2 separate regions of the Ovis aries genome follow, and region 1 is linked to region 2. A link is a contact called in public Hi-C data. All regions are on one chromosome and are shown on one strand. The core of a region is the stretch at or near the end of the contact, and the rest is flanking DNA. Distances in the headings are between cores, read along the strand shown. Region 1 overlaps SRCIN1 (SRC kinase signaling inhibitor 1). Region 2 holds the start of ARHGAP23 (Rho GTPase activating protein 23).

Evidence for each region. A called contact is a pair of places that touch in the nucleus more often than the background predicts.
Region 1: a contact with region 2 is called in a Hi-C map of hypothalamus, with 2.5 times the contacts expected there. The contact joins the enhancer-like site here to the promoter of ARHGAP23 in region 2. A contact is called at or near these places in 2 of 16 Hi-C or Micro-C datasets (hypothalamus and liver).

Annotation. Positions count from the first base shown.
Region 1 is chr11:38,937,739-38,940,713 of ARS-UI_Ramb_v3.0, reverse strand. The region is part of intron 1 of SRCIN1 (SRC kinase signaling inhibitor 1); the gene reads left to right. Among named protein-coding and RNA genes, the nearest start is that of SRCIN1, 22 kb to the left of the region's middle. Within about 2 kb of position 1,448, at least 4 of the 54 cell types and tissues checked have an H3K27ac peak or open chromatin away from gene starts, as enhancers often do. A contact at or near this core is called in hypothalamus, where this site is marked.
Region 2 is chr11:38,798,942-38,801,902 of ARS-UI_Ramb_v3.0, reverse strand. It overlaps ARHGAP23 (Rho GTPase activating protein 23), which reads right to left and starts at 1,600. Exons shown (of 24, transcript XM_042255898.1): 1 at 1,468-1,600. The coding sequence starts at 1,476.

The sequences.
Region 1 (2,975 bases), core at 199-2,698, 140 kb before region 2:
TGCCATAGGATCCCCTCCCCTTTCTTCTTTGTCATGCCTCCTGGCCCAGGCAGAGTCTCCTGAGGAGGCCTGACCTTCAGGGGAGTGGGGCTGGGTTGGTGGGGAATGGGGGAACACGGCGGGGGCAGGTGTGAGGGTTCATGCCAGGAGCTGGACGTGAAGCCCTGTCCTTAATCCTCTCCCCCTGATGCCTGTTCCTCCCTCCACCCGCCCGTACCTCTGAGGCTTTGGTTGGAGTGACAGGGAGACTCAACAGGGTGCTGGGCATTAGCAATTTGGGGGGATATTACACTGGAATGTTTACAGAAAGGCAATTGCCCGGAAAATGACTTTGGTTGCTGTGGTATGGGGCGGAAAAGATGGTTTTAGAAAACAGACACAGACGGGCTTCTGCTCCAAGGACCCACAGGCAGAGCTGACTGAGGACTGTGGGCACACAGGGAGCCAGAGCCAGAGGTGCCTGGAGACTGAGGGGTCAGCTTCTTCACCGAGGGAGGGGTGGGAAGGGATGATCCCTTCGCCTCATCCAGGTTCTTGAAGCCTCTGCCAAGCTTGACCTTTGTCCTCTGGCCTCTGACCTCCCAGCACAGTGCGCTTCCTGACTGCGCAGCCAGCCACCCAGCAGGATGGAATTGTCAGGCACAATCGATGGTGGCAGTCGCCTCAGGGCTCCTCAGGGTGACTTAGGCTCCTCTTGCTTTGGCTGAAGATGGTGGGACTTGTGCCGAACGCATTCAAGTGTGTGTGTGGACGCAGACGGGGCACTTTGGGGTCTGAGCCAGGCCCTCCACCTTTCTGGCAATCTCCATGCACCCCCTTCCCCACTGCTTGCCCTGACTGCCGACCTCACTGGGATCTAGCCCCAGGCCCTCTGGACTCCCTGAGCTGGTGCCCAGGCCCCAGTTGAGGTCACGCCTGTCAGACCTCAGGTCCCCACGGGGTGGGGGGGCCTTGTCCAGCCCTCCCAATCTCTGGGGAGAAGGACCCAGAGACCTAAACTCTGGTCCTCCCAGCAGGGGCCCCAGTGAGACCCTTCTCTTTTTTGTAGCTCTTGGCTTTGTTCTTCCATTTCCTCCCCTTCCTCTTTCTTCTTCCCTCTCCCTCCCCCCTCCCCTTCTCCACACTCTCCTCCTCGGAAGATGATGTCATGTGTAACTGTTGCCCAGTGGCAGCCAGAGGACAGAGGGTGGTGACATCTGGGGTAAAGATGCAAGGTGGGGAGGGGCTGGATGGCTTATGAGACAGTGTCACTGAAACCTTGGGATCCTAATTCTCATCATGAGTTACAGTGATCTCATGTGAAAGAATGCAGTGAGGATAAAAATAAATTGGGCTCATAAATAAACGTGGAATTTGGGATTGGTGGAGCAAATAACAATGTCGCTCTCTTCCCAAGCACCTGCGCCTTTATCCGCAGCTGGCCACTTGGGGGCGCCCACTGCTCCCTGGTCATCCCAGCCTCCAGACAGGTTCACTTCCCCATTGCCCAGGCAGGGAAGGCAGAGCTAAGGGAGGCGACAGCACCCCCTTCTCCACCTTCCCTTTCTCCTCATTCTGAGCTGGATTCTGCTAGTCCTGGGCATCTCTCCTGTAGCTTGAACCTCTGACTCAAAAATTATAGCTGGCCTTGCACACGGAGGATTCTTGGAGAGATAGCAAGACCTCCAACTTATCTCTCCGACTCCTCCCACCCCCACGCTTCAGGGGCTGTCTGTCCCAAGGCCCCTTCCAGCTGTACTCCAGCTCTGCTTCTCCATCCAGGGTCTCCCACTTTTCCCCTGCATCCCCTGTCTCTCCACCCTGCCCCAGCAGAATCCAGTCTGCTTACCGCCTTCAGGCCTCCCTGTCCCATCTGCCTCCCCAGGTCCCCCTACCCACAAGACCCCTGCCCAGATAGATCCCTCAGCAGCCTCTGCCAGTGAACAGAAGCATCGATCTGCTCAGGGCCGCTGCTACCCAGAGCCACTGCTTGCTGGATTGGAATTGATCTCCTTGGCTTTTCACCGAGCTGCTCTGTCTGGGGAGGGTCAGGGCCACTTGAGGCCTTGGTGGTGGCTGGAGCAGGCCCGGGGCAATGGGAAGGCTGTCCTGCTGTCCTCACAGCCCACATGCCAGGAATGTCTTTAGTTCAAAATGTGCTTTCTCCTCATTGTCTTGCTAGCTTCTCACCCACTGCCCAGGAGGGGGGTTTAGAGATGTTGTCCCCATTTTACAGATCAGTACCCTCAGGCTCTGAGAGAGAAGAGGCTTTTAGGGTGGAGAACTAAAAGAATGGCTAACCTGGGACCCGTCAGAGGAAGAGCTGACTCTAAACCCAGGAGGTCTCTGGTCTGGGCTTTTGTCCTCCCAGTGTTCTGGCTCAGATAAATTCTTGCCTGAGCCCTCCGAGCCCCCAAGGGCCTCTTTACCCCCAGGCAACAGGATGGTGCCCCGACCAAGAATCCCAGGCCAGTTGTCTCAGCCTACTGGGGCCCCACAGAGAGGAGAGAACTCTGCACAGAGCAGGGAGCTAGGACTCCTGGGTCAGGCAGGTACCTCATCTCTTTCCCTGAGTTTCTTTGTTAAAGAAAGCCAAGGATCTTGAAGGCTCTTAGTTTTCAAAAGAGCCTAAAGATTTCAAATCAAAGCCCCACCTCCCCTCAGAGACAGCCCAGTGTCTCTCCTACTTCTTCCTCTCTCCCTGCCACCCCCTAGAATCCAGGTCCTGCCTCACCCATGGCCCTGCGTGCACCTGCCAGTGTCCGGGCACCTGAGGCTGAGCCCTGTCATGGAGGAGGCAGGGAGAAGTTGGTCCTTGCTCCACCATCTCTGGGCCTGCTCAGCGGCCTCCTCCCTACCCTCAGCGCCATCCACTCCCGAGGTTTACGGGCTGTAGTCATCACTAGGGCTGTGGGCACACATTCACTGTCTGGAGCCTCTGCCTCTCCGCTGCCTGCTCTGGCAGCCCAGACCCCTCCCTGCCAGCCCCACCTCGG
Region 2 (2,961 bases), core at 351-2,850:
TAGCTCTCCTTTCTTTAAAAAAAAGAAATGGAGATGAAATTCACATAACATAAATTTAACTATTTTAATGCGAGCAATTCAGGGGCACTTAGTCCTGTCCTCCCAACCCCTGCTTTTTTGTGCTCAGAGTGGAGTTGAAGGTAGAGTCAGTAATGACAACAGCAGAGAATGATGAATCCCTGCCAGGCCTGGTGCTCCAGGGAGCTGCCACGGGCGATTTAAATTAACAGCCAAGATGCCCAGCAGGCCTGGAGACTAGACCAGCCCACAGCCCTCCCCACACATAACGCCCAGCCCAGGGAAGATGCCGAGAGCCCTTCATGACTCCTCAGAGTCTCCCTCCAACCCCCAGAACTGAGGATCACCCCATCCCCTGACTCATCACCCTCCACCCCTCCGTGCCCCTTCTCACCACCGTCACAGGCAACTCAAGAGCCCGTCTGCCACAGAGGGGAGGGGTCTCAGAGCCCAGGCCCCAGACACAGCTTTAAGCTGAGCCTGGGAGCGTGGACATGCAAAGGCACACGCAGAAACAGAAAACCTTTCCACTCCAGACCCCACCCCAAGACCTCTCACTGAGTTGTGACCAGGAAGGGAGCAAGGCAGCCCCCTCCCTCCAGCCCACCTCAGGAGGCTGCCCCTCTTAGAACTGGGGACAGCAAGTCAGGATAGAGGGGCCCTCCCACCCACCTAAGGGGACGGCCCCTCTTGTCCAGGATTTACTGAGCTCTGTGGAGGGAGTGAGGTGCTCTGACCGAAGGAGGCCATCACTGGGACCCCTCTGATGGAGACTGTGTGAAAGGAAGCCACCCAGGGCCTGGCTGGGGCAGCTTGTCTGCATTTGGGGGGCATGTGGACACGCTGCCCAACCCACCCCATCTTTTCACTGCCATGAAATGGTGGCGGCAGCTGCTGCAGCTGCTGTAACTGGGACTGGCGGGGGAGCCTGGCAGGGAGAAGCCCCTTGATGTGCAAGGGGGGAGGGGATGGTTGTATCGCGAGGTCCCACGGTGGGGAAGGGACAAGGTCGGGAGGGTCAGCGGTAGTTACATGCCCTGGGAGAGCCACCCCCACCTCTGCCACTCCTTATTATGCAGAGCTTGCTAGGATCCTGGTAGGGGCCAGGACCTTATCGAGTGGGAGGGGAGCTTCTAAATGTTCTCCTGGAGCAAGGATGGGGAGCGAGGGAGCGTGTGAGCCCTCGGTGAGCGCCTCCCTCTGTGTCAGTGGTGGGAGAGTACTCGTGTGTGCGTGTGCGTGTGTGTGTGTGTGTGTGTGCGCGCGCGCACCAGCTCTATGTCACACCAGCCCTATCCCCTCCCCAGAGCTCTGGCCCCGCCCGGAGCTCCAAAGCCCCAAACCCCTCCCGCCGTGTCCTTCTCAGGGCGCCCACCCTCAGTCAGTCCTCCCGCACCCCGCCCTTCCCCCCAAGACACGCACCCGAGCCCCGGCCCCGCACCCGCTGACCTGCTCCATGCTGTTGCCAGCTATGCAGTCCTCGCCGCGCCAGCCCTGTGGGGCGCAGTGGGCGGCGGCCCCTCCATGCGCCCAGTGAGTGGTGAGCACCGCACCCGGCCACCGCCGCGCGCGAGGAGCGCCCGAGTCCGCCACTCAGGCCCCGCCCACAGGCCCCGCCCCGCCCGCCCCTCCCTCCACACCCCACCCGCGGGGAGAGGCGCCGCGCGCGCGCACACACACCTTACACACCACACACGCACACACACACACACACACCACACACACACACACACACACACACCTCACGCATCCAGGGGCGCATCCCTGCCAGCGTCTCCTGGTCTGCCTGTCCTGGGGGCACTGTTAGTCCAGAGAAGATCTCCTCCTACGGAAGCCCCTCTCCTCATTTCTGAGGTTATCAGAGTCGGAAGGGCCCCACCCCTTATTTTACAGAAGCCTCAGAGGGGCTGGCCCAAGGTCACAAGCAGCTTGATGACAGAGCTGACCCCTGGCTCAGATCACTGTGATTGCCCAAGAGCCGGCCAGAGAGATAGAGCCTGGACCACAGGGAGACCCCACCCTGATGAGCAGAGGTCTGAGCCCTGTGACCCCAGGAGGTCAGGAGCTGATGGGGAGAGGCCACTCCCTATTGCCTCTCTTCACACGTGTTCTGAGGCCCTTGGGTGGGTGTGGGGAACAGGAATGGAAATTCCTGTCGCCTACCGTGTTCCCTGCCCCAGGCATGTGCCAAGCAGAAGGAGGAGCTGAACCGTTTGTCTACTGCCAAAGAAGGGTCATCTGAAGCTCCAGATGCCAGTTGGGAACCTGCATTGTGGACAGTGGAGCCACCAACTCCGGTGAAAGCCAAGGAGGTGGCAAAAAGACTGCTTCCCACACTGAGACCCTCCTACCCCATCAGGGGTGGCTCATGACTGCCTGCTGCCCCTCTGTCCTGCCCCTGTGAGGGCAGGGCCACACCAAGGGGTTATCACATGCGCAGGCATGTGAGAGGCAGGCATGCTGCCCAGGACAGGAGTGTGGAGTCCCGGGTGGACAGGGGTGGGAATTAATCTGCCCTGAGGTGGGCAGTGGGGCTGGGGCATCGGTGTCCAGGGGCTGGTGGCCCAACACCCCTGGGCCAGTGCCGGGAGGCATGAAGGGGATTGCAGGCTTCCCACTGCACCCTGGCCTCTTTGTTAGCACCAGGGGGTGAGGGAGCAGAGGGCTGGAAGCTGAGATGGGGAGAGTTAAGATCCTCAGTGGGCCCAGACAAAGGGGGCTTTATAGGCCGGGTGTAGGGGGCATGCTAGGGGGAGGAATTCAGGAATGCAGGCTGGGGAGGCCCTGAGCCCCCCGGGCAGCCCAGTTTGGGGCTGGGGTTGGACTCCCCCTGCCCTCCCATGCTTTGGCCCTGCAGAGCATTTGCTGCTTTGCTCCTGGGACTGCAGCCAGGAGTCCCGGCAGAACTTCATCCCCGGCCACCCCTCCTTTTGGGGCTCTGGG